7 separate regions of the Mus musculus genome follow, and regions 1, 3, 4, 5, 6 and 7 are each linked to region 2. A link is a contact called in public promoter capture Hi-C data. All regions are on one chromosome and are shown on one strand. The core of a region is the stretch at or near the end of the contact, and the rest is flanking DNA. Distances in the headings are between cores, read along the strand shown. Region 1 has its middle 5.3 kb from the start of Gm41631. Region 2 holds the start of Thumpd2 (THUMP domain containing 2). Region 3 holds the start of Pkdcc (protein kinase domain containing, cytoplasmic). Region 4 holds the start of Prkd3 (protein kinase D3). Region 5 holds the start of Ndufaf7 (NADH:ubiquinone oxidoreductase complex assembly factor 7). Region 6 holds the start of Eml4 (echinoderm microtubule associated protein like 4). Region 7 has its middle 27 kb from the start of Eml4.

Region 1 (2,700 bases), core at 123-2,622, 2.1 Mb after region 2:
TTAACGTTAGAAGCAACATCTTTCTGTATCTATAAAACTTCTAAGTCTGTGTGTCCTTAAACTCTACATAAAACAAAACAAAACAAAACAGGCTTGGGCATACATAAATGCAGATGTCTATGCAGGGATCGGAGTGGGGGAGATAACCCACGGGAAAGTCAGAAACTAGAGCTGACGAGGAGACAGGGAAGGATGCTTAGAGGATGCAAAAAGTTTCAGTCAAACAGAGTGGACAGCTGGAAGATGGATTCTGGACGGAGCCAAACAGCCTGGGATGTACAAACTTGGAAGAACCAAAGCCTTGCAAATCCTCTGCCAGGGGAAGACTGTGACTCTAGCCCAGAGTTCACCTCTGTCATCACAGGATACCAATTCTCTTGTGTCTCTTCCACACTCCTGGCCGATCCCCCACTCTAGACTAACCCACCTCTTATCTATGACAGTTCCTCACATACCTAGCTCCCCAGCATATGTGAACACAATTCTGTTCTGACAGGCAACTTATGCTCTGCACAAAACAGTGGCTCTACTGTTTACATTTGACGTCATTTACATCTTGTCTGCTGAAACACATCTGCCTCTCTCCTTTCTTTAGTTTGGTTACTAGAATGTCAAATTCGGGCAATTTAAGACACCAAGCGCATTGCTTTTCTTCAGGACAGCAACCAGAACAAAAGCTTGCCATCCGAGGATTTGTTGTTACTATGGTAACCGTACCCAAATGTGACTGCACCTGAGTGGGGTCAAGGTCTATCACGGTTTGGATCCGGTTGACCGATTGCTCTGCCCTCTCTCCTGGGCATCATATTTTGAGCTAGTAACTCTAGTGGAGATACAGAAAGAAAATGTAACTAGTTTCCTAATGGCCGAAACCAGGGAGCTTAGTAACTATAAATTGGCAGAAATGAAATTTTCCACCCCTTGGGAAGCCAGCATGATGCCAGACAGAGTGGTACACACTTCTAATTTCAGCCGTCAGGAGGCTGAGGCAAAAGAATTAAGAGTTCAAGGCAAGCCTGGGTTGGTCGCAAAAGAAAAGAAAATAGGCTGGCACGAGGTGAAGGATGCTTCATTAGCCTTGTCAAAGGAGCGACACAAATACATCGTGGAGATGTCTGGCTCAGTGGTCATTGTAAAAGCGAAAGGTGTTGAAGGGTGCTGGCCTAAAGTGAGTTAAGTAAGGGGGACTGAGCAGCCTGCCCCAAGTCTGGCTCTCTGCGGTGTGGGAGAAGGAGGGGCCAATTGAAGGTTTACGGCAGAGACTCGACCGCCTTGCCACCCCCTAGGGCTGTATTTAGTAACTTGCACTCTACTCCATTAACTGTGCTTGGGTTCCAAGCCCTCCCCCAACCCTCGCAGCTCCATCCCTTCCCCCACCTCCTGACTGAGCCGAGAGCCTTGGAAGGGAATGAGAACGCTGAGAGCTTGAGAGTGTGGAGTCGGGGGAAGAGCTTGGAACCGAAAGCTCTCGGAGCCTCTCCCCGCGGCCCCATCCTGGCTGATAAGCAAAGCGAACTGACAAGTGATTGGAAACAGGAGTTCCCAGGCCCTTTAACCCTTCCCTGCCTTTGCCCGGTGTACTGATTCCCTAAAGGCTTTCAGGCCCACTCCCTGGCAGTCGCCCCTACCACCACCACCAACCAACCAACGTTTCTGTCTAGCTCCCTTTGTTCTGGTGGTTCCCTCAAAGCTGTCCTTCTGCCTGAGCAATATTGCCACCCCCACAAGAGACGCCGCTCCTCCAGCCATTGGACTATGCCTCAAGTCAGAAGATCACCGCTTTAACCAGCCTCTACCGAGCTCACTTTTTTTTTTTTTTTTTTTTTTTGGTTTTACGAGACAGGGTTTCTCTGTTATATCCCTGGCTGTCCTGGAACTCATTTTGTAGACTAGGCTGTCCATGAACTCAGAAATCCGCCTGCCTCTGCCTCCTGAGTGCTCACTTAACCAAACGACCAAGTGGCACGAGTCCCAGTCTGCACTTCGGGTTGCTGGTGGAGAGTGTGGTTGAGTTCCAGTCACATCTACCCGAGCTGCTCTGCTGCCCTGACTGGCTGTGCAGAGCCGCAAGGATCTTCAAGCCAGATCTTCCTTTGCTGAGTTGGCCCAAAGGCCCTTCACACATTCACCAAATGTTGCAAGCATCCTAAAGGGGCAGATGACAAAGGATATCTGCCCCCTGAAGTGACCAGAGCAGCTAAAGCTGAGAGTCAGGCAGCTCCGTTTACCACAGGGTGGGAAGGCTTTGGGATGAAACCCAGAGGTTTACTAACCACAGTAATTAAGATTAAAAGAGGCTTCCTTCAGTAGAATGGAATTCAGATAAACTGCCATTATCAGGTAAAGCAGCTTTGCCCCTAAAAGCCCTTACCTAAACAGGCAGTTTAATGAAAAATCCCTAATCTCTGGCCACATCTGACCCCTTCCCTCCCCCCGCTGCTATCTTCCTCCTTACCACCTGTCCACGTCAAGATTCTAGTAAGACCAAAAGCCCATATGCTTACAAAGCACAGCAAAACTTAGTGGTGGCAGTGGTGGAGGCGGTTCAGACCGTCCTGACTAAGGTGCTGAGTGTCATTCATGGAATGTCCCTGGTGGTGGTGTCTCTGGCAAGAACAATGGTAGCAAAGGTGAGAAAGGGTTAGGTCTGACCTTGAGCAATGGTGTGTGCCCTGCACCACCCACCCAAGGCCTGACTTC
Region 2 (2,793 bases), core at 180-2,679:
GCATGCCTGTATTCCAGCCAGATGGATTAAAGGTATGTGCTAAGGGCTGAGCCAGACCACAAATAGAAACATGTTTGTTTGTTTTTGTTTTTTCAGTAAATAGCACAATCTTGGGGTTCACAGTGTGATCAAGTGCCCTGCAACATGTATATGCCCACATGTGGCTGGGTTGGACATTATATAGTTATGCTTGATTTCAGAATCTGAATATCACCAACATCATTTTGTAATTGTGTAACTTGAATACATCACTGGATTCACCTGGTTAAGACTGGGTATTAGTCTTGTAGAGGAACCATGTTTGCATCCTAGCACCCACGCAGGGCAGCCCACAATCACCAGTTACTCCAGCTCCAGGGAGATGAGCTGATGGTTCACGCTTTCACTAGTATGAGAACACACACAATTAAAACCAAAACAAACAAACAAAAAAACCCAACAAACTTTAAATCCTTGATGAATGCGGAGGTTATTATTTAGATATTTAATTTAGATTAAATTTATTTAGATTAAATGCTAGTCTTGGCAACTCTCCCCACTGCACCTGCACCTCTATCATCTCCATCTGCATCTCCACCATCTCCATCTGGATCCTCACCGTGGCAGAGACTCCTTTTGTGGGCTTCGAACACTGCTCCCCAGAGGCGAACAGCTAGTTTGGTTTTAGCAAGCTTCCCCTTTCCAAGAACATGTCACACACAAAAGTCCCGACCTATCCTATTACATCCTTTCCCTGTGTTTTCAAGAACTCAGTTTGCACATCCTGGTACGTTTGGAATTTGTTCACTAGTCACTCATTGAAACGCACGGGTAGCAGGGGAGAGTTCTTGTTCTAGCTTCTGTTTACCACGTGTGTTGTGGGTGTACTGGGCATGTCTCACAGTCCTCCTACAATGTAAAACCCAAGCTTGTCAAGTAACAAGACTCAAACAAGTAAGCCCGGGAAGTATATCTGCATTTAAGGTATAAAGGAAGGATTCTAACTCTAGCTATTGCCATGTCATAGTTTCTTTTTAAGGAATCCCAGACAAAAGTGGCTTCCGCACCCCTCTGTTTAAAACTTTGGCTGTGACAGATATACAGTGACCATACTGGATAAAGAACGAAACCACCAGAGCAGCCGGTTGCTCTCAGCAGTCATCAAAGGTCCCGGATGGGGCCCACTGCACGCCAAGGATGGGGTGCTCACAAGTCCTTCCCGGGCCTGAGCCCCACGCTGGTGCCAAGAGGGGACCCGGGGCGAGCGTGGCTCCCCCCGAGCACGGTGAGCCCGACTCACCTGCGTGGCTTCCAGCCGCGCGCGCACCTCCCGCATCAAGAACGGCTCCAGGCCGCGGCCCGCGGTGCAGAAGAACCGGGCGCCGCCAGCGGGGTCAGAACCCGGGTCTGCCTGGGCTACAGCCATGGCGCTCAGGCGCGACCCCGAGACCCGGTCACGTGAGCTCGGGAGCGCGCCTGGGAGCCTTCAGTGGAACGCGCACCGGAGCGTCGCCTTTGCAGGCCCGCCCTCTATGGGGCGTCCCGGAAACTACAGCGAGCCTCCTGCAGCCAGGCATCTCTGATTGTCAAGGGTCCTGGGGATGCTGTCCTTACTGTCTTCATCTAAGACTGGGCCGAACCGGTGAACTCAGGATCAAGAGAAGAAATTCTTGTTCTCCAGCAAAATGTCTTTGTGTTCCCGACACTTGTTACATTTCTTGAATCTGGCCAATCACATAGGTAAATAATGAATGTGCCATCCAGTTTAGTCTAATCGATTTGAGCTAGTGACGGTATTTGAATGGTTTTTTTTTTTTTTAAAGAAAAACCTCTTGAGTTTTAAAATGACAAAATTTGATATAGATAGAATAAAAATCTATCTCTAATTCAACAACATTAAATTAGCTATGTAGTTCTATATTGAATCAGATATTAGAAACTGTTAGAGGAATATTTCTCCAGGTCCAGAAATGAATGCCAGTGGGTAACTGACATTCTCTTGCCCCTTAACCAGTGGTCAGCTCCTGAAGGGTTGGGGCAGTAGAGCCAAGTTCCTTATGGAGTCCCGTCACCTGAGCGTTTCCAAAGGTCAGCTCTAAGTTGTTTCATTTGGTGGCTCACCCTAGACCTGTCCCCAAAAATTAAAAATAAAAGAGGGACAACACCTGAGGAAGGATACCTGAGGTTGTCTTCTGGCCTCTATGTGTACACATGCACATGTACGCCGCACACATATTTTCCTGCATATACATACATGTGCGTGCATACACACATACATACATAGTCTGTACTAAAAAAATAGTCTCAGATGCCTTCAGATGAATTTAACTTACCCAGCTGCAATCTGCCATTTGAATATTACTTATTCAACATCGAGGAAGTTGGAAGTCAACAGAAACAATTTTAGAACGGACAGACTTTAATTCTCTTTCATGTTTGTCAGTTCTGTATATTTCTATAATAAATTTTAGTCATTTTTATCTCACCTCAAGATGCACATTTAAACTGGAGTAGCTGTGAGACATTTGCTTCACAGTTTCTCCCTGTTTTGATGTGATTGTCGATTCCCTTAATTTCAAAGGTGTTTAATGCATGCAATTGACTATCAGAATGCAGATGTTTTAGGCTGCGAAATTCCTGGGGAGATGATAGTTTCATTCATCCGGATACCATAGTCATACACAGGCTTACTCTCGGTAGGTAATAAGTTAGTTTGGTGCTGAATTGGATGCAATTCATTGGCATAAGACTAAAAGAAAGACCAACACAGGAAGTCTCTCTCAGCTAGGAAGATTGCTATAATTGCCTAGGGTG
Region 3 (2,700 bases), core at 182-2,681, 2.2 Mb after region 2:
ACGAATAACTCAGCATGGTCCCCACTTTCTGAGTTTTAGGGGACCAAGAAGTCAGTCAGAGCCAGAAGGCCTACCTCAGTGCGATCACAGGCTGAACTTCCAAAAGAGCTAGCCGCAAGTTTTATTCCCTGTCACAGAGTTCCTCCCTGCGTTGGATAGGAACAGGAGACCTCTTGAGGGAAAACCCCTCCTTCCTAGAAAGCCCCTCAGAAAGGCGGCTCTGGATTCTTTCTCCAGCCCCTAAATTTTACCCCATATGCCGTCGCTCCAGCCGAATCCACGGCACTGCAGGAAGAGAGATAACTTTTTCCTGCCCAGAGCAAAGCAGGAGGGAGCCTGAGGAAGTGAGACGACCTCGGTGGACAGTTTCAGTGCCCTAGGGAAGTGGAGAGCCACGAGGGGGAGGGGCGGCAGCTTATCTCGCAGGAGGGGGGAGCTCACTCCAAACAGCTAATGCACTGGCGTGTGAAAGCCCCTCAATTAGCACTAATGATGCAATCAGGGAGGGAGGAGGAGGGACCAGAAGTTCTGATGGAGTCAGCACTAACACACAGGGCACACACTCACTCCCATCCTAGAGACACAGTAGCCCCTCGGGACATGCGGATGCACACATTCCACAGACAGATGTGCGTGGACACTAATGCACTCGCTGTATACGGTTCCGACCCCCTACTGGCGGGTCAAAGATCGAGGTTCTCGGGGATGGGGATGGAGCTGTGTTGTCGAGATGTGGGGATTCGGGAACCAGGAAAATCAGAAAGTCCTGGTAGAAGACAGTTGAAAAAAAAAAAGAATTCTTCCGAAACCTCCTGATTAACTCTGAGACCACAGTCCCCACCCCTCGCGCTCTCGCAGGTGCGGGGCAGCCTCCCCAGTGCGCCGCCCTTCATCACACCCTGAACCCGGGCTGTCCCAGAGCAGCCTCACCCGCAGAAGGAGGAACCCCTGCGCACTGCACTGCAGCCCCGACTCCCCACCTCCCCCAGGAGGCAGCGTGTACCCCTGAGATCCCCGCACCCGGGCCTTGGCGGCTTGCCCCTTGGAGCCCGTTACCCGCCGGCCTCGCCCCTCCAACTCCCCGCACCAGGTCGGCCAGCTCCGCTTTCGGCCTCCGGGTCCCGTTATCCAGCCTGGCCTCGGGCTTGGAAGCCCTGCGCGCGGCCGCCCCCTCCCCCTCCCCCGCTCCCCAACCCGAGCTCGGGGGGCCGCGCGCCGGGCAGGGCCGGAGCCGCCTCCGCGCCGCTTCCCAGGCCCGGCTGGCCGCGGGAGGAGGTCCCGCTGTCAGTCAGCGGGGAAGGCCGGCCCGGGCGGCCAGAGGGGGCGGCGCCGAGGACTGGCTCGGCCGGGCGCGGGGAGGCGCTGGCGGAGGGGCGGGCGCGGGGGTGGCTCCGGGCCTTATAAGCGGCGGGGGCAGGGCGGGAGGGAGGCAAGTGTCAGGCCGATGTGCCGCCCGCCGGGGGCCGGGGTCGGGGCTGCCCGGGCCATGCGCGCGGGCTGGGCAGGGGGCCGGCGCGGCGCGAAGCCGAGTCGCCTCGGAGCCTGAGCCGCCCGGGGCCGGGGCCGGGGCCGGGGCCGGGGAGCGGCGCGCGGCCGGCCGGGGGGAGGGGAGCGATGCGGCGCCGGCGGGCGGCCGTGGCCGCTGGTTTCTGCGCCTCCTTCCTGCTGGGCTCCGTCCTCAACGTGCTCTTCGCACCGGGCTCGGAGCCTCCGCGGCCAGGCCAGTCCCCGGGGTCCTCGGCAGCCCCGGGCCCGGGCCGTCGCGGGGGCCGTGGGGAGCTGGCCCGGCAGATCCGGGAGCGCTACGAGGAGGTGCAGCGCTATTCCCGCGGGGGGCCGGGGCCGGGAGCGGGCCGGCCAGAGCGGCGGCGCCTGATGGACCTGGCTCCGGGCGGGCCGGGCCTGCAGCGTCCCCGGCCCCCGCGGGTCCGGTCCCCGCCCGACGGCGCTCCGGGCTGGCCCCCTGCTCCCGGCCCGGGCTCCCCCGGCCCGGGCCCGCGCCTAGGCTGCGCCGCGCTCCGCAACGTGTCTGGCGCGCAGTACGTGGGCTCAGGCTACACTAAGGCTGTGTACCGGGTCCGCCTGCCCGGCGGCGCCGCGGTGGCGCTTAAAGCAGTGGACTTCAGCGGCCACGATCTGGGCAGCTGCGTGCGCGAGTTCGGGGCGCGAAGGGGCTGCTATCGCCTGGCGGCCCACAAGCTGCTCAAAGAGATGGTGCTGCTGGAGCGGCTGCGGCACCCCAACGTGCTGCAGGTACGACAGTGGGGTTCCGGGATGAGGGGGCTGGCTGGCCACTCTGAAAGACTCCTTGGTCTTACGGAGTAAATAAGTCTCAGGGCGTCCAAGACTGCCCAGTTGCAGCTAGGTGCAGAACCCAGATTAGGGAACCACACTCAGCACCACCCTGCCGGGGTCTCTCACCCTTTGGGTAGAACCCTGTACCAGCTTAAACGCATCCCGTAAAGACAGAGGCAAGGACCAGAAGGGTCCCAAGCTGGTGATAAGGCAGTGATTAGGAGTTGTGACCACAGAGGACCCTGCTGCTGGCTAAAGCTGGTGGAGTATTATCTCCAGTCATAGTGACCTCAGGTCCAACTCCAACATCCAGCTTCAGTCAGCTCCCAGATGCAGAAATAGGATCCCCCATATTGGTAGAGCCTGAACCATACTTTTTTCAAAGTCCAGCGACACGTCTGGCTT
Region 4 (2,700 bases), core at 112-2,611, 2.0 Mb before region 2:
AGCAAAACCTATTGTAACGGTTCCCGTGAGACGTTTTAAAAATAATATATTTGCAAAAACTTGAAACAACTTTCTGGCTAAACTGCTGTTTTATCCCACCCCAGATTATAACTGGGAGAGGAAATGTTCTTCTAGAGCAAATGTTACTCAGAACTGAGTCTGGCAACTTCAGGGATGCTTTCTTGAAGCAAATCCGTAGGCTTGTCTACCCGCCTGGCATTAAAAGTTTAAACTCCAGCTGAACAAAATCAAAACTGCTAAAACTGCAACATCAGGTACAGAGTAAAAGTAACTTTTTAGTGTAATAACGTTTTTCTAGGACATGGATGAAAGTATCTCAAACTGTTGCTTCATTTGTGCCTACAGGTTTTAAAGGCCCTGTCCTACAAAGTAGTACTTCATGTTGAAACTTATCCTCTTTAATCAAAGATGACACCGATAGTCATATTTCCTGTGGGGACGGGCGTGGTTGAAGGGACAGTTACATCCATGCCATCAATCTGTGTACGGAAAAGTCTGCAGGTCGCCTGTAGCCTGATTTATATTCGTGCTTGCTGACAGCACGGCCTATACTTCTGATTTCGACGATGTGAACTAAAATACCCGACACGCAATCAAGTAATGTCGTGTGTGCTCATTATTATTATTATTATTATTACTATTTTATTGCTCCACACTCGCGGATGTTTCAACTCAGGGCGAAGCTCCCCCAGGGAATGAGAACGACTTGGAGCGAGGCTGCAACAGGCAAGCCTAAAGGCAGTCAGGAAACTGGGGTCACTATCCTCCAAACCCCGGATACTCGCCCCTTCCAGCCCCAGGACCAGGAAAAGTGCAGCAAAGAACCGGGAAGGCTCACTGCACCGTGCCGCCGGCGGCAGGATTAGTTGGCGGGGCTCGGGAGAAAGCGGGTCCCCGAGGGCCAGGGCGCGGTGGGTCACCAGCAGCAGCCGCGCGACTCCAACTTGGCCTCGGCGCGGACCGCGGAACTTGGCCGCGCCGGCGCCCCCGGCCGCCCGCGGAGCACCGCCCCGACTTCCCGCCCAGCCGCGGCCGCCGCCCAGCCCCGCGCGGGTCCGAGTCCCGCCGCCGTCGCCGCGGCCGCCGCATGCGGTGGGGGAGGGGCCGCGCCACCTCAGCCCGACGGGTCGGGAGAACAAAGCGGCAGCGGCGGCGGCGGCGCGAACTTTTTTCGGTGTCTGCTCCGCGCTCCCTCCAGCGACTACTTACAGAGGCGGGCTCGGCTGTTCTGGAGAAAGTCGGCGCGCGCCAGCGTCCGCGTCCCGGAGCAGGAGCCAGCGAGGCTTCACGCGCCTCGCACGAACCCGCCCGCCCGCGCCCCTTCCTCCTGCCCTCCCTCCCGTCCCGTCTCGAGGCCGGAGGGCGGGGGGCCGGGGCGCGCGGGCGGGGGCGCGCGGCCCGCGCGGGGCCTGCCGGGAGCTGTAGTTCCCCGCCGCGCGCGGTTGGTGGGTCTGGCTCCGAGGGGGCGCGCGGAGGCTCTGCAAACCCGCAGAGGTCCCCACCGGGCGCTCGGAGCGCGGGCTTGAGCGCGACTGGAAGGACGCGCTGTACTCGAACCTCTCACTTTGCTGTCCCCCTAGGCGGGCGCTGGCAGTCGGTGACAAGAGGTGACCACCTGAACGCAGCGTCCAGAGTGGAGGACCCTCCTTTCCAAAGTTGTCCCTTTCGGCGTTCCCGGGGGCAGCTGTCACCCAACACCCAGAGCTACACAGACACAGTCCTTCACCGGCGCCACAGCAAAACTTGGAGACGCCGCTTGCACGTGCCTGTGTTTCCTCTTGTGCACCTTAACACTGGTGCGTTGCCCTCTCTACCAAAAGAGCGGTCGACAGTCATGGAACCTCAGAGAGAAGAAGCCCTGTGTGTTAAATTATAAATAGTTGATGAAAGAGAAACATCTGCGCGGTACAGTCACTGACACAAAAACTAGATAGTTCTTCCACGTCGACGTTTTATATCTTCAAAGTAAAATATATTGTCATAAAGGCCACTCGTCTGGATGCAGAAAGCGGGGTGGGGGGCAGCTTTTGAGAACATAGGGGAGAATTAATCTGGGTACAGAATCTGTAATATTAATGGATAGTCCTGGATTTGAAATAAGTGAGACCTCTCCCTGCCCCCCCAGGGATAGAAATGGGAGACCGAACCCACTCACAAGGTCACTGAAGAGCTAAAGCACTGACCATACTACTAGCTGCAGCCTCGTCTCCTAGGGAGTGAGGCTTTTAAAACAAAACTGTGTATAATCTTTTTCTACAGGGAGCGTTAAGGGGTGGGAGGACATTTCGGACATTTCTCTGGAATCGGAAACTGCCAACATCCACTAAAATCTAAATCTGATTACATCTTTGTTCTTAAAGTCTTACCCAGACACCACTCACACTAATGCAGGCAACCCTAACTAAACAAAAAAGGTGTCAAAGGAAAGGGCCCAGTTCAGAAGGGGCTCAATTGAGTAGGGTATGGGTTGTGAATATGATCAAAATGGTGGTGGTGGAGGGCAGGGAGCGAGGGAGGGAGGAGAGGGAGAGAGACAGAGACTCTTTAAATATATTTTGTGATTCTTTTACTTTAAGATTAAAAGCAGATTCATTCCAGTGTACCCTCTTCTTAAGCGTTCCCTTGCCTAACTGCTCTCTTCTTTCTTTCTTTCTTTCTTTCTTTCTTTCTTTCTTTCTT
Region 5 (2,700 bases), core at 128-2,627, 2.1 Mb before region 2:
AGACGGGACAGCTCTCAGGACGCTGTTCTGGTACAGTCTTATTTTTCACCTTCTTTTCCGATGTCTTTTTTCCTTCTGTTGCTTTTTGTTTTTTATTCTCCACCTTCAGTAGTTTTGCTTCTTTTTTGCTGGTGTTTTCCTTTTTCTCTGGTTCATCTTCTTCAATCAAAGACTTTGAGTATTTGGCCAAATTCAGATTCTGAATAAATGACTCCAGTTCACCTTGTTGAAGGTCGTCAATGGTTCCCTTTTTGCCCCCATCCACCACTTCCTCATTTTCATCCAAAGTAGCCAGCATAAGGTAATCTTGCTGTAGAAACACATTAAAAAAAAAAAAAAAAGGCCGTATTACAAACCCAGAAATTCAGTAAGAACTTCATTTTTAAAAACCATCACATATGAATTATTACACTATTATCTGGCAAACTCACAGATATCCAACAGGAAAATGTGCCAAAGATAGGTACACAATAGGGAAAAGGCTTTTGAAGAACCTTCTTCAAGATATGAAAAGATTCTCAAGCTGACAGTCACAAAATCCAGTGAAAATCGCAATGATCTAGGCACTCGTAATGCATCAGGTGAGCAAGGTTAAAGGTTTATCTGAGTGGGCAGGGGATGGCTCAGTGGGTCAAGTCTATGCCAAGGAGCCTGGTGATTTAGGTCCGATCCTCGGAAGTCACATAAAAGAGAGAATCGATTCCAAAGTTGTCCTCTGACTTCCACACGAGTGTACCAACAAACATACAACACTCCTTCCAATAATAGAAAGTACTTTATGAGGTAGTGTAGGGAGGAAGAGGCACTTTCATAAAAGGCTAATGTAAACTGGCAGGTTCTTTTAGCGACTTCAATCCAACCTTTTAACCTAGCAGATGTAGATTACACATACGGTCGTGTTCAAAACATTTGCCCACGTGGTTAGAATCCGATCGCCTACATTTTAACGAGGCATAAACCCAGGAGAAAACATGCAAGCCGAACTGTTTTTTTTCCCACTGAAGCGCGGTAACAGTAAATGCGTGGGAAGCTCTCAGAGCAGGTCGGAGGCTGGGCTGCGGGTCCCACCTTCCCGGCAGCCGTGAGCATCCCCTTCCCCAGAGCCTGCGGCCCTTACCTTTGTGCCTCCGAGGCGTAACACCTCCTCCAGGGAGAAGCCATTCTTGCCCTCATCGCCATCCTCCTCGTCTTCCTCATCCGGATCTTCTGTCACCTGTTTGGGACGCCAGGGCTGCTTGGCAAGGAACGCCACAGGTTCCTGGTCGGCCGACATGGCGGGCTGGACACGCGAGTGCAGCCCGGAGCTTACTTCCGCTTTACGGTGACGCACTTCCTATTGCGAGGGCGATTCAGGAAATACCGTTTAAACCCCGCCTCCGGGGCGGAGCCTGGCCTCGGGGTGTAGGAATGAATGCTTTGGTGAGACGCTGCGTGGCCCGCGCGGGTGAGAGTCCCCTTGCAGGATCCTGTTTCCATGGAAACCGTATGGCGCGGCTCCTTGGTCCCTCCGTTGCTCACCTGGGGCTGGAGCAGGAAGCTGGTCCACAGAGAGGCTTAGCTGTGTGGAGGGGCTTGTAGTCATGGGTTCGGTGCATGCCTTGCCTCCATCGGGTCCTGACGTTGGGGCGAAGTTAGTGATGAACGAGGCATCCTTACAAGCTTTAGGCTGCTTGCTGCGCGTGTAAATGAAATGGAGATATCTAATGCGGGCGGTGCTTAATCGTGCTTTTCAGGCCTTCCCTGTATTTGGAGAGGGAAATGCTACAGCTCCGGGAATGAGCCGGCAGAAAGCAACCAGGTGACACCGATGCTGCGGCATCTTATGTACAAAATAAAGTCTACAGGTCCCATCACTGTGGCCGAGTACATGAAGGAGGTTTTGACTAACCCAGCCAAGGTAAACGTAGGGGGAGCGTGAACCACCCAGTGTGTGTACACAGAGGAGCCCGAAGGCCTCTAGAGCCATCAGGTGTTGAGCCACCGCCGAAGTCCTTGGAATATAGTCTTATCTGTCATTTGCGTTAAAGGGCAGTGCCAAAAAAGAGGTCATGACAAATTCCTGCGGAGTTTAGGTGACAGAATGTAATTTAATTTTCCTGAGTTAAAGGAATGCTGATTTTCTAACCGGGGTTGTGGATTTCTGCTGTTTGTATAAGGGAAACGCTGTATGTATGAGGTTGACCTTGAACTTGCAGCATCTTCTTATTTACCCTCCTGAGTGCTGGGATTCTAGGTGGTCTTCACCTGCCTGGCTAAAAGAAAGCTTTGAGTCTTTCTTGAAGGTTAAGCATTATGGTAAAACTTGGGATATGAAGTTAAGACAAAGTCTTCTCCCCAGATAATTAAGCCTTGTAAGAAACGTAATTGTTGTCTTATTTAAAAAAAAAAAAAAGCACTGGATTTAGTTTTGGGTTGGGAGTCTTTGGAGAGAGAAGTCAGTGAAGACACTGTTTGAATAGACTGAATGGATGCCAGGGAGAACTAAAATGAGAAGAAAGTGAGACTTTGCATTGGTATGGAAGAGTGGGAGAGGGCAAGGAGTAGAGAGATGATCTTGTCTGCAGCCCTTCTACTTGAGTAATTGCTGTTTGGTGAGTTTTGCAAAATGACTACTACTATGTAAAATTTAGGTAAAGACTCTGTCCTTATCTTGGTTACTTCAGAAGAGAGAACTTTCTTGGTAAATACTTACTTCACTGT
Region 6 (2,700 bases), core at 137-2,636, 2.3 Mb after region 2:
CAGTGCCTCCTATTTACTAAGCACAATTGGTCACCGAGGTACACTCCCAGGCCCTTAGGAAAGAAGTTTAAAAAGGCATCAAAGGGGAGAGGTATCCTTCAAGGATGTTTAACAATCCTTTCAACCATTTAATTCTGTCAATTCTTTTCATGGCAGTTGTTGTTCCCCATTTCTTCTCTCCTTACTTCAATTTGTTCCTTGTAACCTACAACTCTATTAACAGACATTCTTATTTTTTTCCTAACCCAGCTACTTTAAAAGGTATATCTAATTTAGTCTCTGAGACACCTTACAGTTTTTTGTTACTCTAATCTGCACATCGACCTAGAAGGGACCTAAACTATTCAAATGTCTTTGTAAGGAAAGAGGATAAAATCAGAGGGTTGAGAGCTGGAGAGATATAGCTCAGCGGTTAAGAGCCCTGACTGCTCTTCCAGAGGTCCTGAGTTCAATTCCCCGCAACCACATGGTGACTCACAACCATCTGTAACCGGGTGACAGTGTACCCATATAAATTTAAAAAAAATCTTTAAAAAATAAAATAATAATAATAAAAGATTAGAGGGTTGAAGAAGATGGGATGAGTTTTGGTTGTGCTTGTGCATGCGTGTGCCAGAGGTCAGCCTCAGGTACAGTCTAGCACTTGAATTTGCAAATAAATTAAAGCAAGGCCTAAATTTAGTTAGGTGACTTCATAGATTTGAGCCTAGAACTAAGGTTTATTTAAAAACTAATAGTCTGTGCTATAGTTTCCTGATAGGCTATCCGGTGGCTTTGTGCCCTGATGGGAAGAACAAAAGGAGAGTAAGCCAAGCCAGTCTTTTACGTGCACTTTCCTCATAAGACTTGGGTAAGACGAACTCTTTTCATCCAGCATTAACATTGTTTGCTTGTGCTCTGTCCTAGAACCTGCGGTTGTGGCAGACATGGCCTCAGGCTGGTCAAAAAGTCTTGTCTCTACCTAGAATTCTCACTGACTAGAGGAGAGGGGAACCCCAAGAAGGGGAATCTTTCCTCTCACTCGTTAGCCTCCTCGTTACCTCCCTTCAAAAGAACTCTAGAACTGTGCTCCGCGGGCTTCCCAGAGGGAAAGAATCCCACAGTGCAGGTCAGCTTTCTAGCAGCAGGACACCCACGAGCCCCGTCCACTCAGACCCAGTTTCGGGCTGGAGAATCCTGGTGGCGAAACCGGGCCAGGAACACAAGAGCAGCCAATAGCCTCCTAACTCTCAAGAGTTCTCTGCGGCTGCGGAGGCAGGGCAGAGAGGGAGGGGCGTGTCGCGGGAAGCCCCGCCCCGTTCCGTCACGTGGGGCGGGATCGGAAGCGTGACGGCGTGCGCGGGGGCGGAGCCGTGGCTGCGCGCGGGCGCGGGGGCGGGGCGCGGCGCGGCGCGGCGCGGCGCTCACGGCTGCGGCTTAGGAGAGAGAGAGAGAGAGGGAGAGAGGCCGGGCAGGCGGCGGGCGGCGCGGCTCTCAACCTGATTGACCGACTGACCCTCGGGGCTGACGGGCTGACCGGCGGACGGCGGCGGCGGGAGTCGGAAGCCGCGCCGGGCGACGCTGAGAACCGGCGGGTCAGGTCCCGCGGCCGCCGCACGGTCGGGGCGCTGAATGAAGCGCCCGCCCCGCTGAGCCCCGAGCCCGGCGCGGTCCCCGCAAGATGGACGGTTTCGCCGGCAGCCTCGGTGAGTCCGGCCGCGGGCTCGCGCCCCTCGTACGTAACCCGGGACCCCGGCTTCCTGCGCGCGCGCGCGCCGCGGGCCCTGCTCCCCGGGCTGCCCCTGCGGGTGGCCGCCGCTCCCGGCACATGGTCCCCGCGAGGCTGCAGCCCCGCCGCCGCCTCCGGGACGGGCGGCCCCTCCCCCCATGCAGCCCTCGCCTCCAGACCCTCCCTTCTTCCCAGAGCCCCCTTCAGTGCGGGGGCCCTCCTTCCCCTCAACGACCCTCCAGCCGCTGCTACGTCCCTCCCGGTACACTTAGCACCTTCTTCTGACCCCCCCACCCCGTTAAAGTCAGGGCACCCCTTCATCAAATACAGACTCTCCCTCAGAGTACATCTCTCCACTTAAACGGAATGATAGGCAAGATTGGGGCAGCCTTTCCGGAGGGAGTAGGAATCCCCAGTCCCACTTCTGGATTGGAGTCACCCCTTTCAGTCTTTATATTTGAAGATTTATTAAGTAGCCCTCAGTAACTGACAGCTTCCCTCCACTTCCCTGAACGTTTTGCAGTGGTGGAGAGCATTATCATCTACTCAATACAGGGAAGGAAGAGGCGCATCTGTGTTGGGGGACCCTCTTTAAGAGTGAAAGCAGAAGTATGCTCTCCATGCGTGCTGGAGAGAAGTAATCCTGCCCAATGAACCCATAAGAGGGGGCCTCAATCGGAAAAGAAAGGATTCTCCATTTTTGGAATATGCTGTCTTTGTGGAATGGAGAGAAAGGGATAGGGTATCCTGTTGGCTGAAGTGTTTTCTCAGTGTTCCATTTAACCAGAGTACAGGTGCTAAATGTTGTGACTGACTTGAGGAACAGAACTCCAGGGTAACCAGTACCTGTGTCTGGAATGGCTATTCTTTGAGGCCACTGGAATCCAGTTACTGTAGAGATTTCAGTGTTACGGTGAGAGAAACGATTCTGTTTTTGCTGATACTGCGGTTATGTGATACCAGCGACTGGGTTTGATTTGTATATTTGACTA
Region 7 (2,700 bases), core at 120-2,619, 2.3 Mb after region 2:
AATGGCAGCCGGCGCTGGAGCTCAGATGCCAGCAATAATCCGATGCCCTGCATCGCTCTGGGGAGAGGAGCCAAGACTTCCCAAATCCAGGCGCCCCAACTGGATTGCAAAAGACACACCCATCGGCCCACAGACAGACAGCGCTGCCCAGAACCCGTGAGACACCTTGGGAAGCTGCCCACGTTCTTGGAGACCTCCCTGTTAAAGCTGTCTTTGTACAAGGCGGACTATTGAACCCCCGGCCTGGCGATGCAGGGCTATTGCACAGAACTGGAAGGGGGCGGGTGTTTTTTTTGATGAGAGATTCGTTGCAGAAAATTTGTCCTCCGCTTTGTTGCAGGGCTAGCCGCCAGTTCTTCCCCGGGTGGCAGCAGGCAGGGCCGACTGAGCAGGCACGCAAAGGCGCTGGGAAAGCTTTGATGTCAACAGAGGTAGGCAGGGCAGGCCCCGGTGGAAAACTGTGAAGTCAGCAGTTATCTCTGGCACTCCTCCCTTCCCTTGGCTTCCCATTTCTCCACCCATTTCCCCCCTCTCCGCTTCCAACTTCTCATTTCCCAGAGGGACCCTGGAATATATGAAAACCCGCTGTCACCAGATCGGAGCGGCCCCTCCCCACCCCCCCTTCCAGGCTCCAACTATCACAGTCTGCTCTCTCCCCAAATCTAAAACAAACAAAGACACAAAGGCACGAGGTCCAGGTTCCATACATTTCCTAAGAAAAACCAATGCAGAAACCCTGCCCTTGATGCGCCCACAGTTAACCAACCCGCTGAGGAGTTTGAGGGCTTCAAGTTTGAAGTGGTCTCTTTCTGTCTCCTGGGCTTTAGAAGGAGTCCAAAGTGCCTCACACCAACACAGCTGCTTGGTGTATGGCTCAAATTTAAGCCACAAATTATAAAATGATAAATTCGCTGCTCAAGTCTCTTCCAGGAAAGACCATGTTGTCAAGATAAAGTTACAACCTCGTGGACGTAGGGGCCCATCTCACTGCTGACTAATCCTCACACTCATTTTCCTGCCTGAGAATTTTTCCCCCTTTATTTTCTCTGTGTCTGCCCGAGTGACCTCGAGCAGGGCGATCTTCAGGGGCTGCTCAGCCCTGGAGCTCCGAGCTTCGTTATATAATGGCTGCTTTCGTTTTGTGAGTAGGGAAGTTTAAGAAACATCTTTGTTCTTGGGCACTTCATGGCCCAAGAACAGTCCGAAAGGCCTTGCATGGGCAGCTGCGAGCACTTCAAACAACGGGCTGGAATGTGAAGTCTGTAGTAAAACAGAGCTGTTTAAGGAATTTGGGTCCTAAAGTACCTAGTCTGTGATCTGTGAAGATTGCAACATGAGTTCACTGTACTTTGGAATTCTCTTACAAGGTCTGTTCTGGTGACAGAATGGGACAAGGAATTAGGCCACATGCATGCCTTGTAATGAGTTCACTGCTGGAGCTTAGGCAAATACAAGGAGAGATGTCCAAGGCTGGCCCTCCTTACAGGCTCAGTCACACGGGCCTTTTGACCACCTGGGGCTGCAGGAAGCTGCCTCACCGTGCTTCCAGCGCTTCAGTTACACAACCGTGACCGTGTGTCTCCCAGGTCACCCTAGCCGAGAGGTCCAATGTGGTCATGAGTCATAACCACTTCAGCGTTTTCTCCTAGACTCCAGTCCTGTTGATTTACACTTTAGATATTCCGTCCTCCCTCCCTGGGGGTCCTTGGGTCCTGGGTGGTAGGCAGTTAGTGCTCTCCCGTGTCACTCCGCGTTGCCACGCATCCCACCCACTCTAGGCGCCACCGCAGCTGCTCCTGTTTCTGCTTTTCCTGAAGTCAGCCCCGCTGTCATTACGGCTGCTTTTTCTGGGATCCTTCAAATTGTGGAGAGAGTTCTTTTCCTGTGATTATAGCTCTTTCTTCCAATTTTGACTAGTCTGGCGTCTCTGTGATTATAGTTCATTAGGATTCCCAAAGCTAGAGAGAGAACTTTTTTAACGCTATCTTGTTTGTATTTTTTAAAATAACACTTATTATACTTTTTTTCCCAGAGAGCTATTAAAAAAAAAAAAAAACCCTCAGTAGTGGTTCTCAGTCTCATGGTCTCAATAGCCCTTAGCAGCATTTTCAGAAATAAAAGTAATATACACGTTGGGTAAATACTAAAACAGTAGACAAAAGGGGGTAGGTAAAGAGAATCAAGGTTTCCTCATTTTCAATATACTCCAAAAGCATATCTGTAGTGACTGGTTTTTATATATTGTTATTAATATAGTTTGTTATGTCCTCTTAAAAATTTACAGGAGATTTTGCTATATTCATGTTCTGCATTGCATTTTCCATCCAAAATACCACGCATCAAAGATCTCCTCCCTTCCTTTAATGACCTTGTCTTTCTTGGAGGAGAACGGACTTTCCACGGGAGAATCGCTCAGCATCACTCCCGGACCGCTCAGCATCGCTCCGGGGCCGCTCAGCATCATTCCAGGGCTGCTCAGCATCATTCCAGGGGCCCTAACGGTCCCTTTCCTTCCCTGGGCTGAGCATCATCTATCTGATTATTAAACTCAGGAGGACAAACTGTGTGCATTAAAATCAACTCTGCTCTTAAGATCCAGTCGTCTTGGGGGATCCCTCTGCTCCCTGAGAAGTGCCTGGACTGGTGCCACTCATGCACCTCTGGGTTTCAGCAGGAGGAAGTCTGTTTCTCCCTGCTTAC

The links. Promoter capture Hi-C pulls out the DNA fragments that hold promoters and counts their contacts.
Region 1: a promoter capture Hi-C map of hippocampal neurons shows a contact between it and region 2, with 8 times the contacts expected there. The contact joins the enhancer-like site here to the promoter of Thumpd2 in region 2. A contact is called at or near these places in 6 of 39 promoter capture datasets (the 3T3-L1 cell line, cranial neural crest, embryonic stem cells and 2 more) and 1 of 9 other capture datasets (embryonic stem cells).
Region 3: a contact with region 2 is called in a promoter capture Hi-C map of embryonic stem cells, with 8 times the contacts expected there. The contact joins the promoter of Pkdcc here to the promoter of Thumpd2 in region 2. A contact is called at or near these places in 12 of 39 promoter capture datasets (the 3T3-L1 cell line, 3T3-L1-derived adipocytes, cranial neural crest and 7 more), 1 of 15 datasets of contacts at CTCF or cohesin (large pre-B cells), 1 of 484 Hi-C or Micro-C datasets (embryonic stem cells) and 2 of 115 datasets of contacts at active chromatin or transcription factors (embryonic forebrain and embryonic stem cells).
Region 4: a promoter capture Hi-C map of pre-B cells shows a contact between it and region 2, with 5 times the contacts expected there. The contact joins the promoter of Prkd3 here to the promoter of Thumpd2 in region 2. A contact is called at or near these places in 2 of 39 promoter capture datasets (liver and pre-B cells).
Region 5: a contact with region 2 is called in a promoter capture Hi-C map of liver, with 2.2 times the contacts expected there. The contact joins the promoter of Ndufaf7 here to the promoter of Thumpd2 in region 2. A contact is called at or near these places in 2 of 39 promoter capture datasets (liver and pre-B cells).
Region 6: a promoter capture Hi-C map of embryonic stem cells shows a contact between it and region 2, with 6 times the contacts expected there. The contact joins the promoter of Eml4 here to the promoter of Thumpd2 in region 2. A contact is called at or near these places in 2 of 39 promoter capture datasets (embryonic stem cells and hippocampal neurons), 1 of 115 datasets of contacts at active chromatin or transcription factors (astrocytes) and 1 of 9 other capture datasets (embryonic stem cells).
Region 7: a contact with region 2 is called in a promoter capture Hi-C map of hippocampal neurons, with 5 times the contacts expected there. The contact joins the enhancer-like site here to the promoter of Thumpd2 in region 2. A contact is called at or near these places in 3 of 39 promoter capture datasets (the 3T3-L1 cell line, embryonic stem cells and hippocampal neurons) and 1 of 115 datasets of contacts at active chromatin or transcription factors (extraembryonic endoderm stem cells).

Annotation. Positions count from the first base shown.
Region 1 is chr17:83,121,714-83,124,413 of GRCm38.p6, forward strand. No RefSeq gene overlaps it. Among named protein-coding and RNA genes, the nearest start is that of Gm41631, 5.3 kb to the right of the region's middle. Within about 2 kb of position 1,373, at least 92 of the 459 cell types and tissues checked have an H3K27ac peak or open chromatin away from gene starts, as enhancers often do. A contact at or near this core is called in hippocampal neurons, where this site is marked.
Region 2 is chr17:81,063,656-81,066,448 of GRCm38.p6, forward strand. Thumpd2 (THUMP domain containing 2) reads right to left here and starts at 1,430. Exons shown (of 10, transcript NM_028138.1): 1 at 1,280-1,430. The coding sequence starts at 1,405.
Region 3 is chr17:83,213,852-83,216,551 of GRCm38.p6, forward strand. Pkdcc (protein kinase domain containing, cytoplasmic) reads left to right here and starts at 1,432. Exons shown (of 7, transcript NM_134117.2): 1 at 1,432-2,253. The coding sequence starts at 1,615. Gm34686 (a long non-coding RNA gene) reads right to left here and starts at 1,283. Exons shown (of 3, transcript XR_001782234.2): 1 at 1-1,283.
Region 4 is chr17:79,019,455-79,022,154 of GRCm38.p6, forward strand. Prkd3 (protein kinase D3) reads right to left here and starts at 1,362. Exons shown (of 19, transcript NM_001171004.1): 1 at 1,231-1,362.
Region 5 is chr17:78,935,758-78,938,457 of GRCm38.p6, forward strand. It overlaps Ndufaf7 (NADH:ubiquinone oxidoreductase complex assembly factor 7), which reads left to right and starts at 1,378. Exons shown (of 10, transcript NM_028611.3): 1 at 1,378-1,444; 2 at 1,734-1,897. The coding sequence starts at 1,408. It overlaps Cebpz (CCAAT/enhancer binding protein zeta), which reads right to left and starts at 1,313. Exons shown (of 16, transcript NM_001024806.2): 1 at 1,118-1,313; 2 at 1-310. The coding sequence starts at 1,273.
Region 6 is chr17:83,349,555-83,352,254 of GRCm38.p6, forward strand. It overlaps Eml4 (echinoderm microtubule associated protein like 4), which reads left to right and starts at 1,387. Exons shown (of 23, transcript NM_001379374.1): 1 at 1,387-1,685. The coding sequence starts at 1,661.
Region 7 is chr17:83,322,657-83,325,356 of GRCm38.p6, forward strand. No RefSeq gene overlaps it. Among named protein-coding and RNA genes, the nearest start is that of Eml4, 27 kb to the right of the region's middle. Within about 2 kb of position 1,370, at least 147 of the 459 cell types and tissues checked have an H3K27ac peak or open chromatin away from gene starts, as enhancers often do. A contact at or near this core is called in extraembryonic endoderm stem cells and hippocampal neurons, where this site is marked.